Linked DNA regions of Mus musculus: regions 1, 3, 4 and 5 are each linked to region 2. The links are chromatin contacts, called in public promoter capture Hi-C maps. All regions are on one chromosome and are shown on one strand. Each heading gives the region's core, a stretch centred on a gene start, on an enhancer-like site or on the middle of the called end of the contact. The rest is flanking DNA. Distances are from core to core; before and after follow the strand shown. Region 1 holds the start of Tekt1 (tektin 1). Region 2 holds the start of P2rx1 (purinergic receptor P2X, ligand-gated ion channel, 1). Region 3 holds the start of 1700051A21Rik (RIKEN cDNA 1700051A21 gene). Region 4 holds the start of Smtnl2 (smoothelin-like 2). Region 5 overlaps Spns2 (spinster homolog 2).

Region 1 (3,250 bases), core at 222-2,721, 640 kb before region 2:
GTACTGGCTAGTCTTATGTCAACTTGACACAAGCTAGAGTTATCTGGCAAGAGGGAACCTCACTTGAGAAAATGACTCCATGAATCTGGCTGTGTGACATTTTCTTTATTAGTGATGTATGGGGAGGGCCCAGGCCTTTGTGGGTGATGCTAAGCCTGAGCTGATGGTCCTGGGTTCTGCAAGAAAGCAGATTGAGCTGGGCAGTGGTGGTGCCTTTAATCCCAGAACTAGGAAGGCAGAGGCAAGTGGATCTCTGAAAATTTGAGACCAGCCTAATCTACAGAGTGAGTTCCAGGAAAGCCAGGGCTACACAAAGACACCCTGCCTTGGAGAAGAAAAAAGGAGAGAGAGGGAGGGAGGGAGGGAGGGAGGGAGGGAGGGAGGGAGGGAGGGAGAGAGGGAGAGAGGGAGAGAGGGAGAGAGGGAGAGAGGGAGAGAGAACGAAAGACAAGGAAGGAAGGAAGGAAGGAAGGAAGGAAGGAAGGAAGGAAGGAAGGAAGGAAAGAAAGAAAGGAAGAAAAGAAAGAAAGGAAGAAAAGACAAGGAAGAAAGGAAGGAAAGAAAGAAAAAAGAGAAAGAAGGGAAGGAAGGAAGGAAGGAAGGAAGGAAGGAAGGAAGGAAGGCAGGCAGGCTGAGCGAGCCATGATGAACAAACCAGTTAGCATGCCCTTCATGCCCTCTGCATTAGCTCCTGCCTCTAGATTCTTGCCCTGTTTTGAGTTCCTATCCTGACTTCCTTCAATGATAAACAAGCAATATGAACATGTAAGACAAATATGCCCTTTCCTCTCCAACTTGCTTTTTGATCATGTTGTTTTGTCACAGCAATAGAAACCCTAAGACAAGCAGTATTCTTTCAAATACATGAACCCAGACATGTTGTATAAGAAATGAACAGATGTGACGTCTGTAAGCCAACATCTGGGCATTGTGACTACAGGATAAAGACAAGGAACAGGGGGTAAGGCAGCCTCTGGAGACAGTTGCGGGGGAAAAAAAATATGATCCCCTGGCTCTGAACGACATCACATCTGTCTTCCATAGGCAAAGCTGAACTCTGAAAGCCTCCCGCTCTGGACTCTATAACCCTAGTATTTACCCTAGGGGCCTCTGAAGCCGTCACAACCAAGGATGGATTCAGATCTTGACTAGGCTAAGCATCAGGCCCCATGTAACCCCCTCAGACACTCCTGAGCTCTCCAGTTCAGTCCCCTCCTATGGTCTCTCCCGAGTCTGTCTCAGCGTGGCTCTCTGAGATATAACTTTGAACAAGTGTGAATAGTCTCGAAGAGGGGACCGATATCAGTGCTAACCGCTGATACAAAAGACACACCGCGTGGGTAGGGAGAAGGGGTAGGTGAGGTGGATCGGGGCTCACTTACCTTAGTTCATTAAAGAACACAAGCTTCTGTAGGGCACTCCTGACCCCAACCAGAGCTCCTGGTTCTGAGAGAACCAGCCGAGAAAACTGCGGTCTCTATGGCAACCGGACGGACGCAACGTTGCCCTAGTTAGAAGACTGCGCAAGCGCGAATGTGAGAGTGGTGCTAAAGGGTAACCCGAGCAAACAAGACAAAGAAAGTAGGTGGTCCGAAGTCTGATCCTGCTGAGAAAACGTCAAAACACGGGGCAGGAGATTGGGTCACTCGGGGTTCCCGTTCCCCGAGTCTCTGACTCCATAGATGCACAGCGGGTCGGTCTTGGCGCTGTCCTGAGCCGTAGATGACCCGGGACCACAGAGATACACACACTGCGTTCCACGTGGTCGTTGCTCCAAACCTGGAGCAAAGGACCTGCAAACCTAGCGACACACAGGGTGCATGGGTAGCTCCAGACAGGGGTAGGCAAGAATGGGTTTTCGGCCAGGTATCTTCTCCCAAGGCGTAAAACTCACCAAGCACTGAGCTTTTTCTCGGTTAAGATCGCACTGCTACGTGATCTTCAAACTGTTGTGGATTGAGTTAAAATTAGGCTTTCAGGACGCCAGCCACTCGGTGCCACGGCCATGAGTTTAACATAGCCATACACCATCTTCAAACGTTCGTTTTACAGGCAGCACGTTTATTTAAAAAACAAAAAAACAAAAACAAAACAAAACAAAAAAACCCTTTGCATTACTACTGGAAATGGGAAATTGGCGCTGTCTGTGTGGCAGAAAAAGCAATCATAAAGGTGAACACGATGAAACAAAGGCATAAAATTTATAACAATGTGAAGGCACTGATGAAGGGCTGGAGAGATGGCTCAGCGGTTAAGAGGACTGACTGCTCTTCCAGAGGTCCCGAGTTCAATGCCAAGCACCCACATGGTGGCTCACAACCATCTGCAATGAGATCCAGTGCATACCTTCTGGTGTGCATGAAAACAGAAAACAGAGCACTCCTAGTCATAAAATAAATACATAAACAAATCTTTAAAAGAAAGAGAAAGAAATGAGGGAAGGAAGGAAGGAAGGAAGGAAGGAAGGAAGAAAAAGCAGCGATGAGCTGGGTGTATCTGCTTATCCCTGGCATCTCAGCATGCCAGAAAAAGACCCTTAAGCTGAGGATTCAAATCTGAAAGACATATTGGAAATTAACACTCACCTTTCATTCATGTATGTATATATATATATATTGCTTTTTTTCAAGACAGGGTTTCTCTGTGTAGCTCTGGCTGTCCTGGAACTCACTTTGTAGACCAGCCTGGCCTGGAACTCAGAAATCCACCTGCCTCTGCCTCCAAGAGCTGAGATTAAAGGCGTGCGCCACCACTGCCCAGCTCATGTATCTATGTTCTTAATTCTGGTATTAATATTAATGAATACCTTAATTCAAAGACTGGGGTAGGCAAGGTGGCTCAGCAAGTAAAAGTGCCTCTCCAGAAGGAAAGACATGACTGCCACAAGTTGTCCTCTGACCTGCACAACCACACACACACACACACACACACACACACACACAGGGGAAAAGAATGGGAGGGAAGACAGAGAGAGGGAGACAAATAACAACAATAATAATATTAATAATAAATGTAAAACTGAAAAGGTTACTTTGCTAAAATAATAATAACCAAAAACAGGGTTGTGGGGAGCAGAACATTGATTTGATATCCACATTTCCTGCTATCTCTCATTCCAGGACAACATCATTTCTTTCTGTCCAGGTGAGTGAGCTGAGATGCACCTGCATCTGAGTGTTCAAACCCTTCACCACTAGCAACTGGCATTCCCCCCACCCCCAACTTGTTGGAAATACACATTCCTGAGCCC
Region 2 (2,821 bases), core at 19-2,518:
CGTCAGACAGTTGAGAGAGTTCCTACTGGAATGTCAGTGTGTGTGTGTGTGTGTGTGTGTGTGTGTGTGTGTGTTTTCTATTCAAGAGGTTGGGGCTGGTCCTGGGTGCTGGGAGGGGACATGCAGAAAGCAGCCCAGTTTGCATAAGGGTTCGGTGCCAGGCCCAGGGGCCATTCGCTCCCTGTTAGTAGCTCATGAGGAAGAAGATTCCTTATCAGCACTCAGCGTGGGTCGGCTTGGCCGGGGGTGCAGAGCAGTGAAGGTTACCAAGGAGACCTGTGCTTCAGGCTGGTTCTTCTAGTAGGCCAGGGTGAGAATGCTTCCCTCTGACCCTAGGTGCACAGTGTGAGCCAGCCTGATCAGGTTCTTGGGACCCTATGCTCAGGGTCTGCTTTACTATTGAGGAAGGCAAGGGTTGTATTGGACCTGAACCCTAATTCAACAGTGTATTTTAGTTCTCTGTCCTGGAGGTTTCTGGGACCGTCCCCCAAGGGCTTCTTCACTCTGGGGAAAGTGTTATGTTGTCCCACTTTACAAGAAGCAGACTTAGAAAAGCCAGACAATGCCCCCAAGCCCTCAACAAGTGACACAACTGCCTAATATCAGGCTTTCCAAGCTGGGTCTCAGAACTCCCTAGGGATAGGTGACCCTAGTCTCGTCTAGATGTCTACCTCCCTGTCTGTTCTGGTGGTAAGGATGGGATGGGAGTGGTGTCAGGAGTACAGTCAAGCAGGTCAGACAGAGGGAGAGCAAGGTTGCAGATAGAGATGCCAGCCTGAGGCTGAAGTTAATGGGTATAGACCAAGCTTGGACTTGAAGGGACTGACGAAGAGGGAGTGTCCAAGGGTAGCTCTAGGCTACAGGACTTGACATCAGTTCTGTTCATCTTCCTGCAGGTCCCCAGGACTGAACTGTCTACTCTGAGACTGTGGGGGTGGGGATGGAGGTAGAGTGTTGAGGGATTGTCCTGGCGAGACCCTTCAGTTCTGTCCTGTCAGGTTCCTGGAGTGGGGGTAGCCAGTAGCTTTATCTCTGGCCCTGTGGCTGGTGGCCATGGTGGTTTCCGGAGAGCAGCTCCTGTTTCCGGAGGCCCAGCAGGGCCCAGGCGGAGCCTTGAGGGGTAGTGGGGCTGGGCCTGGGTGGCCTCACTGGCTCCGCCTCTGTCTATCTTTGGGAATTTATTTCACGGGGCACCACTGGCCGGTACTCCACTGCCTGCCAGCAGTCAAAAGCTGCTCTGATCACCCTGGGTTTTTCCCTCCTAACCCAGATCCCACCAACGAACCTCCAACTCTGGCCCCACTTGGCCTGCTCTGTTCTTAAGGGGCTGGGAAGCCTCCAGCCACTCCACTGCTCTCTCTGTAGACACAGATGCTAGCCTGCCCTTGACCACAGAGGCCGTGCGGGGGGCTTGTCTCTGAGCCCCTTCTGGCCCACCATGGCTCGGCGGCTGCAGGATGAGCTGTCAGCCTTCTTCTTTGAGTATGACACTCCCCGGATGGTGCTGGTACGAAACAAGAAGGTGGGAGTCATTTTCCGTCTGATCCAGTTGGTGGTTCTGGTCTACGTCATTGGGTGAGTCTAAGTCCCCCTCCCAACACCTTTGGGCACCAGTCTTCTACATGTGCCAATCCTCAGAGCTCTGGGGTACCCTTCATCTCTCCAAGCACTGGAAAGCTCTCCTGGTGAGCCTCCATGCCTTAAGAAGGAATAGGCCCTGTTAACCTACTGTCAAGATGGAGACACCAATGCAGGATAGGACACGCTACTCTGGGTGCATGGTGACCAAGGGGCAACACCATTGTGGGTCCTGAGGACATTGTAAAAGGCCCCTTCTAGTGAGTGAGTGGCACGCCCTGCAAGAGCCCTTTTCACCTCCAACTTTCCTCATGCAACTGAAACAAAGCAATGCCTCATTTTACTCGCCAGAACATAGGCTCTGTTCCCGTCTCTCCAGTCAGAACAAAGGACAACCTGGGAAATCCAGGTCCCTGGGGGACTAAAAGACAATTGGATTCTGAACACTTAGCATCTTGATGGAGACACAGAGCAGGAAGTAGTCTCCATTCCCAAGTGTGACATCTCCTTCCCTGGCACAGGGTCAGAGCAGCACAGGTCTCCTTCAGCTATCTGGCTAGCCTGGGAACCATGCAAAGGCTAGCAGGCCAGGCAGGATCTTGTGTTTGCATGTGTGTTGTGTGGGCTAACATGGTATTCTATGACTGCCCATGTCCTATATATTTAGCCATGTACCGGTGGTTTTATATACCTGGTTGGCTACGCAAGCTTACAGCTGTGTCTCTGTCTGCCCTGGGTCTGAGGTAGCTGGGTACCAGAAGTGTCACATGTCAGGAGCATCATGCTTACTTACAGTCACACTAAAAAGAGCCTCTAGAGGCTATGAGATCAGTAAAAGGGTTGGGTCCTAATGGGAGCCTGAGAACGCCCAGTACCCCTGCCTGCCTGTGTTGTGTGGTTCTGAGGGCTCTGCAAATCCCCATTTGGGGGGACTGGGACTAAGAGCCCAAAGAGTTACTCATGTGGTACTAGCCTCTTGGGAGTATCTAGTTCCTAGAGTAGCCTTTCTTCTGCTCACTGATGCCCTAAGATTCAGAGCTAGTCAGGTGCAGCCAAAGCCAGGATCCTTCAGCTGCATTTCAGGCTATGTCTTGGTCACAAATCAAGTTGGTCAAGCTTAAGAGGAAGACTAAGGCCCATAGAGGAGCCCTGGAATTTCTAGGTCACTAGGCAAATCAACCCTGAACCTTTGCTCTGTCTCCTCATTTCCCACTCCCTACAAAGTTTCCAGGAAACTTTCTGA
Region 3 (3,165 bases), core at 152-2,651, 730 kb before region 2:
AAATGACTAGAAGCCCACCAGGGGACACCCCTCTCCTCTCAAAACCTTCCCTGAAGAGAGCCACTGTTTCTCAAACCTGCCTGTGGAGGGGAAGCAGGATCCGAGCAAGGTTTCCTGTCTGGGCTGAGAGTGAAAGGGTAGCCACATAAGGCTTCAAAGAGCCCTGGCCTCGCCAAACTGGCTGCACACAGCCTGACAGAGCCGGGGCCAGCGCTCCCGCCCTCCTCTGCTCTGCAGCCAAGGCCATTCATTCTCTCCCTTCCTCCCAGGAGCACCAGGAGGCCAGGGAATGGGACTCAGCTTCCCCAGCAACCGAGAGCCATGCCACCCAAGGCGTGAGCTCTGGGAATACGTCCTGCCTCCTCACACTGACTGCCTCAGCAGGCGGTGGGCAGTGCCCGACCTGCCTTTCAGGCTGCAGCAGGATTTGAACTCGAGAGTGGCTTCCTTGGCTTCCGAGCTAGAAAGAAATATAGATCATAGATGGGGAACCTGAGCTTCAAATATCAAGGCCAGATTATGGCAAAGGCATGATCCACTCTGTTCCTGTAGTTCCCTGCCTGAAGGCATCTACAGCTAGGAAATCTCTCTTTCCTAGAGAAGAGGCACAGAGGGAAAGAAAGCCCAGCCTTCAGAGTCTCTACTAGCTCGAGCATTATCTTTGAGCTGGACTAGCGTTGGTTGTGCACTCTGGGAGGAGATTTTGAGTCAGAGGCTAAGCCTGTCGAGGGGTCTGTGTGGTTCAGATCTGTTCTAACGTCCAGGTTTCCGTGTTTGCCCGGACGGCTCTTGCGCCCTGAAATCGGTGCACTCTAGGACGTGTTCACCTTAGGGTCTGTGCGTCCCTCGGATTCTTTGCAGAGCACCTCCTATCTGGTGCCTGGAGCGTCTGAGCACGCGTCCCAGGGGAGCTCGTCCCCACGGAGGAATCTATGCGTTCCAGCTCAGCGTTCCCGGGTTCCGTGCCCGTTATTGCACTGGGCACCCGGATTCCGCCAGGCTGCCCAGACACGCAACTGACCTTGTCAGGTATCAGAATGACGAGTGGAAGCATCAGGATCGGGGTGAAGAGCAAAATCGCAAAGGACTTGAACTTGGTCACACAAGTCTTCGCCGAATCCATCGCGTGAAAGGGAGACTGACTGGAGGGAGAAAAGATTGCGAGGCAGCTAGAAGCTTCACGAGCTTAAAAGGGGGACGCGCGGTCCCACCGGATTGGGGGCGGCTACAACTCCGCCCCCCATTGCCAGGCCTCCCTGCGGTCCTGGGGCGGAGCCACCCCTCGGGGTCTGTGGGGAGTGTCTGTCCCAGGACTCTGCCACCCCGCGGCAGAGTGAGGCGTTTGCAGATTTCAGTGCTTGGCACCAGCCCTCTATGGAGAGGACTGGACCCTGGCACCTCACCACTTGCCAGCCCGTTGGCGCTGCTCTGGTCCTCAGTACCATGCAGGGTGTGCCGGTCATTCTGCCAGCTTAAGCGTGAGGACCCTTTGTGTACTCTCACCTGCTCTCTCCTGGACTCCGGAATGTCCCAGATGAAAAACACCAGCCTGTAGGATTCTCAGGCTTCTCTCTCCAAAGCGTTCTCCTTCTCATCCCTATCCCGGAGGGGCGTCTCCTAGAGGCGATGGCCGAGCCCTGCGCCACCGCGGTCTTCTCACCTCCAAGATCCGCTGGCTTCCTCCTAGCGTTAGCCCGACTCTAGACATAGAACCCATTTCCCTCCTCGTGCCGTCTCCTACCCAGCGCACCGTAGGCGCTCTAGAGGGACCGCTAAGGAAGGCGGTCACTGTCCTCGCAGACCGAACGACTTTTACCCTCCAGCGAACGCGCTTGCGCAGGCCGGCCGTCTTTGCCCAGGCGCGGGTAGTTGCTGCCGCCCACTTACCAACCACCTCGCTAGTACCATTTTATGGTGGGAGACGGGGCCTTAGAAAAGAGGGGGCATAATCCTGCCAACCATCATCGAGGCATTCGTTCATTCATTAATCCTCCCCTTAACAGACCTGTGTGTAGTACCTGCTGTGCTAAGTCCTGTTTGGGACACCAACACAAGAGGGTGCAATGACATTATTGACACTTCGGTGAGTTCTTTCTCTTCTGCCTGCCTCTCATTCTCCTCTGGGGAGTCTTATCCACAGGCTACTTGACACATGGCTGAGTCCAGATTCCTGTACAGTCAGCTCTCACCACTGATCAAGATGCTATCTAGTTGCTGACATGGTTAGCGTGTTTACGACTAGGATGGCTGCTTCTGTTCTAAACATGGAAACCATCGGCGTACTCTGAACTATATACAACAGAGACCGACTATTAGCACGGCACTTACACTGTGTGTTAGGTGTTGCAAGCAATCCAGAGATGAAGTAAAGAATAGGTTATATGCAATTGCTACGAATTATATGAGACTAACCTCTCCTCCCTCTTCTCCACCCCTAGCCCTGCCACCACCACCACCAGGAAAGAACTACTGAATTCCCCACCTTCTCAGCCTGTGAATGTCGAAGGCCCTAAAACAGAACACACATTTGTATCAAGATTTTTGACTCTGTTCCTGTGACCTGCCTGTCACCTTGCCCTCAAGTCTGCAACTGCCTTCTTCAGGCCCTCTCTATTTTCGGTTTGTTTGCTTGTTTGCATCTATGTGGCCCTGGGCCCATCCCTTCCCCCAGGGCAATTAAAACTAGAGTTCCTGCTTTGGGGTGTGTGTGTGTGTGTGTGTGTGTGTGTGTGTTTCAAGACTCTATGTGTATGAGTATTTTGCATGCATATATATGTGTGTATCATTTGCATGTCTGATAACCCCAGAGTCAGAAGAGAGTGTCAGAGTCCCTGAAACTGAAATAATAGACAGTTGGGAACAGCCATATGGGTTCTGGGAAATGAACCCAGGTCCTCTTCCAGCAAGAAGAGTGAGTCCTGCTGTTAACCATGGAGCCAGCTTTCCAGCCTTTTGGAGTTTTTATTTAATCTTCGTTTTATTTATCACCATGTGCCCACTTAACACCCTTTACCAGGCCTCATTCAGGACGTTCACTCAAAGTCTGGGATCTACGATGCTGGTCAACCATTCTGCTGTAATTTAAGTGCTTTAAAGTCTATAAAGTGTGCGCTGCAGCTAAATGCCTGAATCCATACTCTGTCCCTGTGTGGCCTTGGTGGATGT
Region 4 (3,130 bases), core at 220-2,719, 590 kb before region 2:
TCCAGGGGCAAGGACTTATCTGATGTCCTCCTGCTGAGGCCCACAGTAGAGCTAAGGGCCTTGGGAATACACCAAGGCAGGGGGCAGAGGCAGTGTACTAAGACCCTGGCCCTTGAAAAGCACCTCCCACCCCTCCCACTCCTCCAACCCCTCCCACTCCTCTCCCCCATCCCCCACTTCCCTCCCCCCCCACCACCCCCCCACCCCGCCAGCAAATTCCGGGTCAGGATGGAAAATCCCACCTAAGGGCCACTGCACACACCATAGAAACAGTCTAACCAGGCTCTGTCACTCCAGGAGGTCGTGACCAAGTGGTAAAACTGGTCCACACCAGCTTCTGCCCAGAAATCTAGACACAGCTAAAGGCCCGTTCCCCCTCTCCGTTTCCAGTAAAGGGTCTGCCCTCTGCAACATGAGTTCCCAAACAGTTACTGATCAGTCCAGACCAGAGTGCGCTCACATGCGCGCGCGCGCGCGCGCGCGCACACACACACACACACACACACAGAGGCAACTCAGTCGGGGTTAATCTACAACCGGAACGGTCAGGCCTCAGTGAAGCAGCAACACAGTGCGCGTGAACAAAAACGTTGTAGGGGGCAGGTAGAGGACGCTGACCATTCCAACTTGCAGGTGAGGACCCAGACGACAGTGAACTATCAAAGACTGAACCTTGGCGTCCAAACTCTTAAAATTCATGGGTCAGATGGGAGAGGGCAGATCTCAAGGCAAAAACACCACCCGGATCCAAGAAAGAAGTGCAAAGCAGGTGCAGCAGGCCTACTAAAACAATGTTTCTCCTGTCCTTTCCAGCTCTGGAGAGCTTAAATGTAATCCCGGCTACCAAGTCCCAGCGGCAGGTGGAGGTATAGCTCTCTTACTAGAGGACGCTCGCCAGCGCACGCACTCAGAGCTGATGGGCGGCACCAATTTCCCAACCCTACACCCCAGGCACGCTCCTAGTCGCTCACATCCCTCGCGCCGCACCCCCGGGGCTCACCGGGCTTCGACCGGACAGCGAAAAGGTGGCATGACTGGAGAAGCGTGCAGTGCCCAAGCGGGGGGCGCGGTCGGTAACTGTGGCCGCCGGAGGGGGACTGGGCGTGCCGGGTGCAGGGGACACTCCAGTCGCCAAGCCCAGCGCCTCCACCTGGCGCGTCAAGCGTTCGAGCTGTGCCTGCAGCCGCTGGTTGTCCCGCTGCAGCTCGGCCACAGTACGAGCCAAGGGGCCGGCCAGGCGCAGCGCCTCTGCCACGCGCCGCTCCACGCCGCGCTGCAGCCCCTGCATGTCCTCGTGCAGCGCACGCACCGCACCCTCCAGCGCCGCCTCGTAGCGGCCCAGCGCCTCGCGCACTGTGTGCGCCTCCTCGGCGTCGGGGGACGGCTCCATGGCCGAGTGGGGCACACCGATCGGACAGCGGGCAGAACGCGGGAGACGTTGAGAGATCCGCAGCTCCTTGGGACGACTGGCGGGCCGCGGCTGGCTGAGCCCGAGGGGCGGCCGGAGGGGGCGGGAGCAGGGCGGGGCAGACCCCTAGAGCCCCAGGACTGGGCGCTGAGTGAGGAGGCGGGGCCGAGGGGGCGGGACAGCCCATTCCAGGACACCCCGCCCCTGGGGACTGGCCGGGTCGGTGCGGGATGCCTGGCCCCGGAGGCACTTAGTGAAAAGTTCTCCTTCTCTGCTTTGCAGGGATGTGGATCCCTGGGGGAGTAAGGAGTCCCATACACGCTTGACCCCAGGGAGTGGTGTGCGACCCGGTGAAAGATCTGGGAAGAAGACACTCGAAAGGACATTACTCTAGGAACAACAACTAAAAGAGTTATACATTTCCCTGTAGGTCCACTTTGGTTGGACTCTCCCCCCTGTTCAGGGAACCGCAGCAACTGTACACACACACACACACACACACCATAACCGCTCTGACTCACCTTTGTATGCATCTCCGGTCACCACCGGTACCATCCAGTTCGCAAATACTCACTTGTGAGACTTTTTAAAAAAATATTTATTTGACTTTATGTGTGTGAGCCTGCTTGTCTGTATCTACACAGCATGTGTGGTGCCCACATAAATCACAAAGTGGTGTCAGGATCCTCTAGAACTGGAGTTTCCAATAGTTGTGAGCCATCATGTGTGTGCTGGGAGCCGAGTTCTGGGGTTTCTCTGAAAGAGCAAAAAGTGCCCTAAACTGCTAAGCCCACACTTCAGCCCCCCACCTGTGACACTTTTGCCTGGGATTTCTTGCACCAGTTCTGAGATCAGGAAGAGTTATGTAGATGGTAAAATGCCCCTCCTATCCTCCTAGGCCTGCTCTCTGTGTGTGTGTGTGTGTGTGTGTGTGTGTGTGTGTGTGTGTGTGTGTGTTAAAGATGAACAGGAAGGTTGGGACCCAAATCCCAAAATCTTGCTATGAGCAACTTTGGGATCAAAAACTAGGATGTGCACTGCTGCCCCCCTCTTCCCCAAGCTCAGTCAAGAACCTCGATCCACCTGACAACCTTCAAACCTCTTTTTTTCTCCAGCACTCCTCTTATTCCAGAAAGTCCCCTTTCCCAGCCTAGAAACCCCAAACATCACCAAAGAAGGAGGGATGGAGGCAATTGTTGCTCAGGATAACAATATGATAGATGTTGTAAACATTTAAAATAAAGAAAAAACCATCTCATTCATTGTGCTAAAAGGCTTTCCTAACTCGATTTCTCTGGGCCTGGGCTATGGGAGGTGGCTCAAAGCCTGGAGAGGCCTAGTGAGATGATCCATAGGAGCAGGCTCAAAGGCTTGTTCTGGTCATACTGTTCTGCTTCCAAGGATGTCTGGGAGGCCCCAGACCCTCCTAGACTGCCCTTTCCTTCCCCCAGGAGCTGGGTTAGCCTAACAGATGCTAAGAGCTGATCCCCTCCCCCGGGTAGGGACAGGAAGGAACACTGGGTTACCTAATCCAAGGAGCTTTCCAGCAATTATTTCATGGGAAAGTCAAGTGCCAAAAGGCGTGCATGTTGCATGTCTGTGTGTGTGTTCCAAGCAGCCGTCTGGACAGGGTGAGCCAAACCGCTCCTTGCATTCTTTCTCCGGGTGGAATCTTTGATAGAGCCCTGGAGAGGGGCCACTTGGAGAGCTTATGTCCCAGAC
Region 5 (3,201 bases), core at 302-2,801, 530 kb before region 2:
AAAGCCAGGAGAAACTGAAGCTCAGGAGCTGAGCGCACAGGGACGATCCTGCAGCCTCGGGTGGAATCTGGCAAAAACCAAGCCATTTCTGTGACCGAGGTGAGGTTGATGCATTGGCCATTCCTGTTCGAACATCTCTGCCAAACATCTCTGCTGCTCTGTACAGCCAGAGTCCAGTGTTGCCTTAGAGTATGATAGACATTATCATAAAATTTTATTGAGAATACATGTATGAGAGAGAAGACAGATCATACAGTATTAAATAGAAGAGACGGTGACATTTCAACTCAGCAAAGACCTGCAGGAGACAAGGAAACAGTCATAGAAGTACCGGGGAAAGGAGAGCTAGAGTGCACTTGGTGTGTTTGCGGGGCGTGAAAGAGGCCAGAGTGTCTGAAGCAAAGTGACGGAGGGGGAAGGGTGGAAGACAAGGCTAAGAGGCCAGATGGAGTGGGATCCTCACGGGGAAGGCAGGAGATGCTGAACAAAGAACTAATGACCTGGTTTGGCTCTGCTGGGACAAGAGCACAGTAATGTTCAGGGACTTGGGAGAGAATGCCACTGTTGATGATGGGAGGGGTTGGTGTTCTAGGTGAGATACAGAGATCCAGGTAGAATAGAGGCCAACTACACAGACAGGGAGTCCCCTCTGTCTCATGGAAGGCAGTCCCACTGCCAGTAGGCAGATGGCCAGACAACACTGACCTCTGTACGCTAGGTTCATGTGTATGTGGTTTAGCAGCCTCTGGGGAGACAGTATTTAGGGGGAGGAGCAATGACGAGAGGAAGGGCGTGAGCAGGGCAAAGTGGGTTGCTCAGAGTAGCATGAAGGGTTCTTTTCTCCGCTAGACTTGAAAACACAGGAGAGGGGACCTGGTAATTCAGGTCTGTGACTTAAGCTTTGGGCAGAATCAGTCCTTGCGCCATAGGGTTCAACCCCAGCTCTGCACCTTCTTAGGTAGGCTCCTTTGCCAGGTCACATCTCTGTCATTGTCAGCCTCATTGATGTGCTGGTAAATGTGTAGAAACAGGTTCTCTAAAAAGGGACAGAGGAGGGGCCCCACGATGCCTGGGGGTTGTGCATCTCCACAGTATAAACACTCTACCCGGCTGAGGCCAAGTCACCTAAGAGATGTGAAGCTCAGAGCTTAGTACCTTGTTCAGTCATAGGCGTTTCCACCATTCAGATAAAAGGAGTTTACCTTAAGCACACTGATAATGTCTTGATGTAAGAAAGTAATTAGGAAGCGATGACTTCTGAGAATTTATCAGCTTCTTTCAGTACAGATCACTCAGTTGTAAGTTTATTATGATTTAGTTCTAACAATGGCTGTGTCTAACAATCGGCTCACACAATTCCTAAAAATTTAACAATCGACTCTCATGAGCCACTCTAAGCCAGCTCCCCACGCCAACTTCCTCATCTGTAAAATGAAGATAAAAATAGCTGCTGCTCTGGTGGCTTGAGTATTGGATGAGACAGTGTGGGGGAAGGTGCTTCATGCCCTGCCCTCCGAGGCGCAGGCTGGGTCAACAAGGCTCGTGTTTACATTAGCCAGGGCCAGTATTATTTCCTTACATCTACAGAAAGAATGCTTTCTTGTCAGCTCTGCCTCCTAAGACCTGCCCAAGATCAGATCAGGATGTGGACGAGGAAAAGCTTAGTCTCAAAGGGCTTACACATGTTTAGAGGGGAAGAGGAACAACTGCCTTCTGTATGCCAGTCTGAACTGGGTGGGGAGTGGGCAGAGACAATCTGAGTAGGCAGTGCCTCTTGTCTAGCCAAAGTGCAGGTCCTACCATGAATTGCACAGCTTGATGTACTTAAAGCCTGTGAATCAGTAAGGGTCACCAAATCCTGCTAATGTCAAAGTGGGTAATGAAACGTGCCTAGGAGTTCACCATGATGACAACACATGCACACACACACACACACACACACACACACACACACCACTCTCTCGCTCCCCCTCACACTATCTCTCACACACAGTCACACACACGCACACATGCACACATACTCTCACACACACGCACACACACTCTCACACACACACATTATCTCTCATACACAGTCACACACATGCACACATGCACACATACTCTCTCACACAACACACGAACACACACATACTCTCTCACACACACATACTCTCTCACATACATACTCACACACACATGCACACACACATACTCTCTCACACACTCACACACACATACTCTCACACACACACATACTCTCTCACACACATTCTCTCACACACACACACTATCTCTTACACACAGTCACACATACTCTCACACACACACGCACACACACTCTCTCTCTCACACACACACACACAAGCACACACACATACTCTCACACACACTGACACACACACACACACACACACAGAGGCACGCACACACTGTCACAGGCACGCGCACACTGTCACATTCACACACACATTATATAAATTTCAAGTCTTCTAATCATATTGTACGATGGTTAATGAAGCACGATGCTTATTGTTAATAACGCCTGCAGTTGTCACTGATGGATCAGTTATGACAGACCAGGCCCTGGACACACACTTGGCACATGCATTCATCATTTCTGTCGATTCTCTCTCTAACTTCATCTTACAGAGAAGATGACCCAGCTGAAAGAAGTGATGTCACAGGGCAACTGTATGTCTGAGTCAAAATTAAACTGTAGTTTAGCTGACTCTGAAGCCCTCGCTTTAAATCATATCACTTGATGCTAGACTGGGAAGAGGATGGTCCCCACAGACGCCCCTGACGTCAGAGAATATTCATGCTATACTGGGAACAGCAGGAGATGGGTCAGGCTGCAGCGTGAGAAGGCCACAGGGGGACACACGTCCCTAGAGACCAGGACTGGGCTTACATTCTGAGGCCTAGCATGTCCCATCCCACCCCTGTGAAGGGAGTGCTTTCAAAAGCCCTCACTGAGTGACTGAAGGAACCTGAGGCAGGCACCTGGACCTTGGCCACATGGCACCATTTTCAGCAGGGCCGTCTGGCTCTCCCACTCTGGCTTTTTGCTCCTGCAGTGGGTAGGATCACTGCAGCTAGGTAGGCTCCCAGAACAGCAGTGCACGTGTTTCCACCTGCCAGTCAGGCCTGCCGTGCTCCCAAGCTCCTCCATTCCATCAGAAAACTTGAGCCCTACTTTTCTGTACCCACATTACAGCT

Evidence for each region. Promoter capture Hi-C pulls out the DNA fragments that hold promoters and counts their contacts.
Region 1: a contact with region 2 is called in a promoter capture Hi-C map of pre-B cells, with 4 times the contacts expected there. The contact joins the promoter of Tekt1 here to the promoter of P2rx1 in region 2. A contact is called at or near these places in 4 of 39 promoter capture datasets (the 3T3-L1 cell line, hippocampal neurons, liver and 1 more).
Region 3: a contact with region 2 is called in a promoter capture Hi-C map of liver, with 4 times the contacts expected there. The contact joins the promoter of 1700051A21Rik here to the promoter of P2rx1 in region 2. A contact is called at or near these places in 6 of 39 promoter capture datasets (the 3T3-L1 cell line, embryonic stem cells, hematopoietic stem and progenitor cells and 2 more).
Region 4: a contact with region 2 is called in a promoter capture Hi-C map of liver, with 2.7 times the contacts expected there. The contact joins the promoter of Smtnl2 here to the promoter of P2rx1 in region 2. A contact is called at or near these places in 2 of 39 promoter capture datasets (both in liver) and 1 of 9 other capture datasets (liver).
Region 5: a promoter capture Hi-C map of pre-B cells shows a contact between it and region 2, with 4 times the contacts expected there. The contact joins the enhancer-like site here to the promoter of P2rx1 in region 2. A contact is called at or near these places in 5 of 39 promoter capture datasets (the C10 cell line, hippocampal neurons, pre-B cells and 1 more), 1 of 484 Hi-C or Micro-C datasets (the HPC-7 cell line), 3 of 115 datasets of contacts at active chromatin or transcription factors (bone marrow-derived macrophages, extraembryonic endoderm stem cells and pancreatic cancer cells) and 1 of 9 other capture datasets (embryonic stem cells).

The regions. Positions count from the first base shown.
Region 1 is chr11:72,360,411-72,363,660 of GRCm38.p6, forward strand. Tekt1 (tektin 1) reads right to left here and starts at 1,472. Exons shown (of 8, transcript NM_011569.3): 1 at 1,383-1,472. Gm34317 (a long non-coding RNA gene) reads left to right here and starts at 1,504. Exons shown (of 7, transcript XR_003949575.1): 1 at 1,504-1,581; 2 at 3,120-3,144.
Region 2 is chr11:72,997,877-73,000,697 of GRCm38.p6, forward strand. It overlaps P2rx1 (purinergic receptor P2X, ligand-gated ion channel, 1), which reads left to right and starts at 1,269. Exons shown (of 12, transcript NM_008771.3): 1 at 1,269-1,575. The coding sequence starts at 1,439.
Region 3 is chr11:72,265,443-72,268,607 of GRCm38.p6, forward strand. 1700051A21Rik (RIKEN cDNA 1700051A21 gene) reads left to right here and starts at 1,402. Exons shown (of 2, transcript NR_045922.1): 1 at 1,402-2,083; 2 at 2,439-3,114. Slc13a5 (solute carrier family 13 (sodium-dependent citrate transporter), member 5) reads right to left here and starts at 1,162. Exons shown (of 12, transcript NM_001004148.4): 1 at 1,022-1,162. The coding sequence starts at 1,123.
Region 4 is chr11:72,410,244-72,413,373 of GRCm38.p6, forward strand. Smtnl2 (smoothelin-like 2) reads right to left here and starts at 1,470. Exons shown (of 8, transcript NM_177776.3): 1 at 1,001-1,470. The coding sequence starts at 1,390.
Region 5 is chr11:72,465,735-72,468,935 of GRCm38.p6, forward strand. All of the region lies in intron 2 of Spns2 (spinster homolog 2), which reads right to left. Among named protein-coding and RNA genes, the nearest start is that of Gm40194, 10 kb to the left of the region's middle. Within about 2 kb of position 1,552, at least 162 of the 459 cell types and tissues checked have an H3K27ac peak or open chromatin away from gene starts, as enhancers often do. A contact at or near this core is called in the HPC-7 cell line, bone marrow-derived macrophages, extraembryonic endoderm stem cells and 2 more, where this site is marked.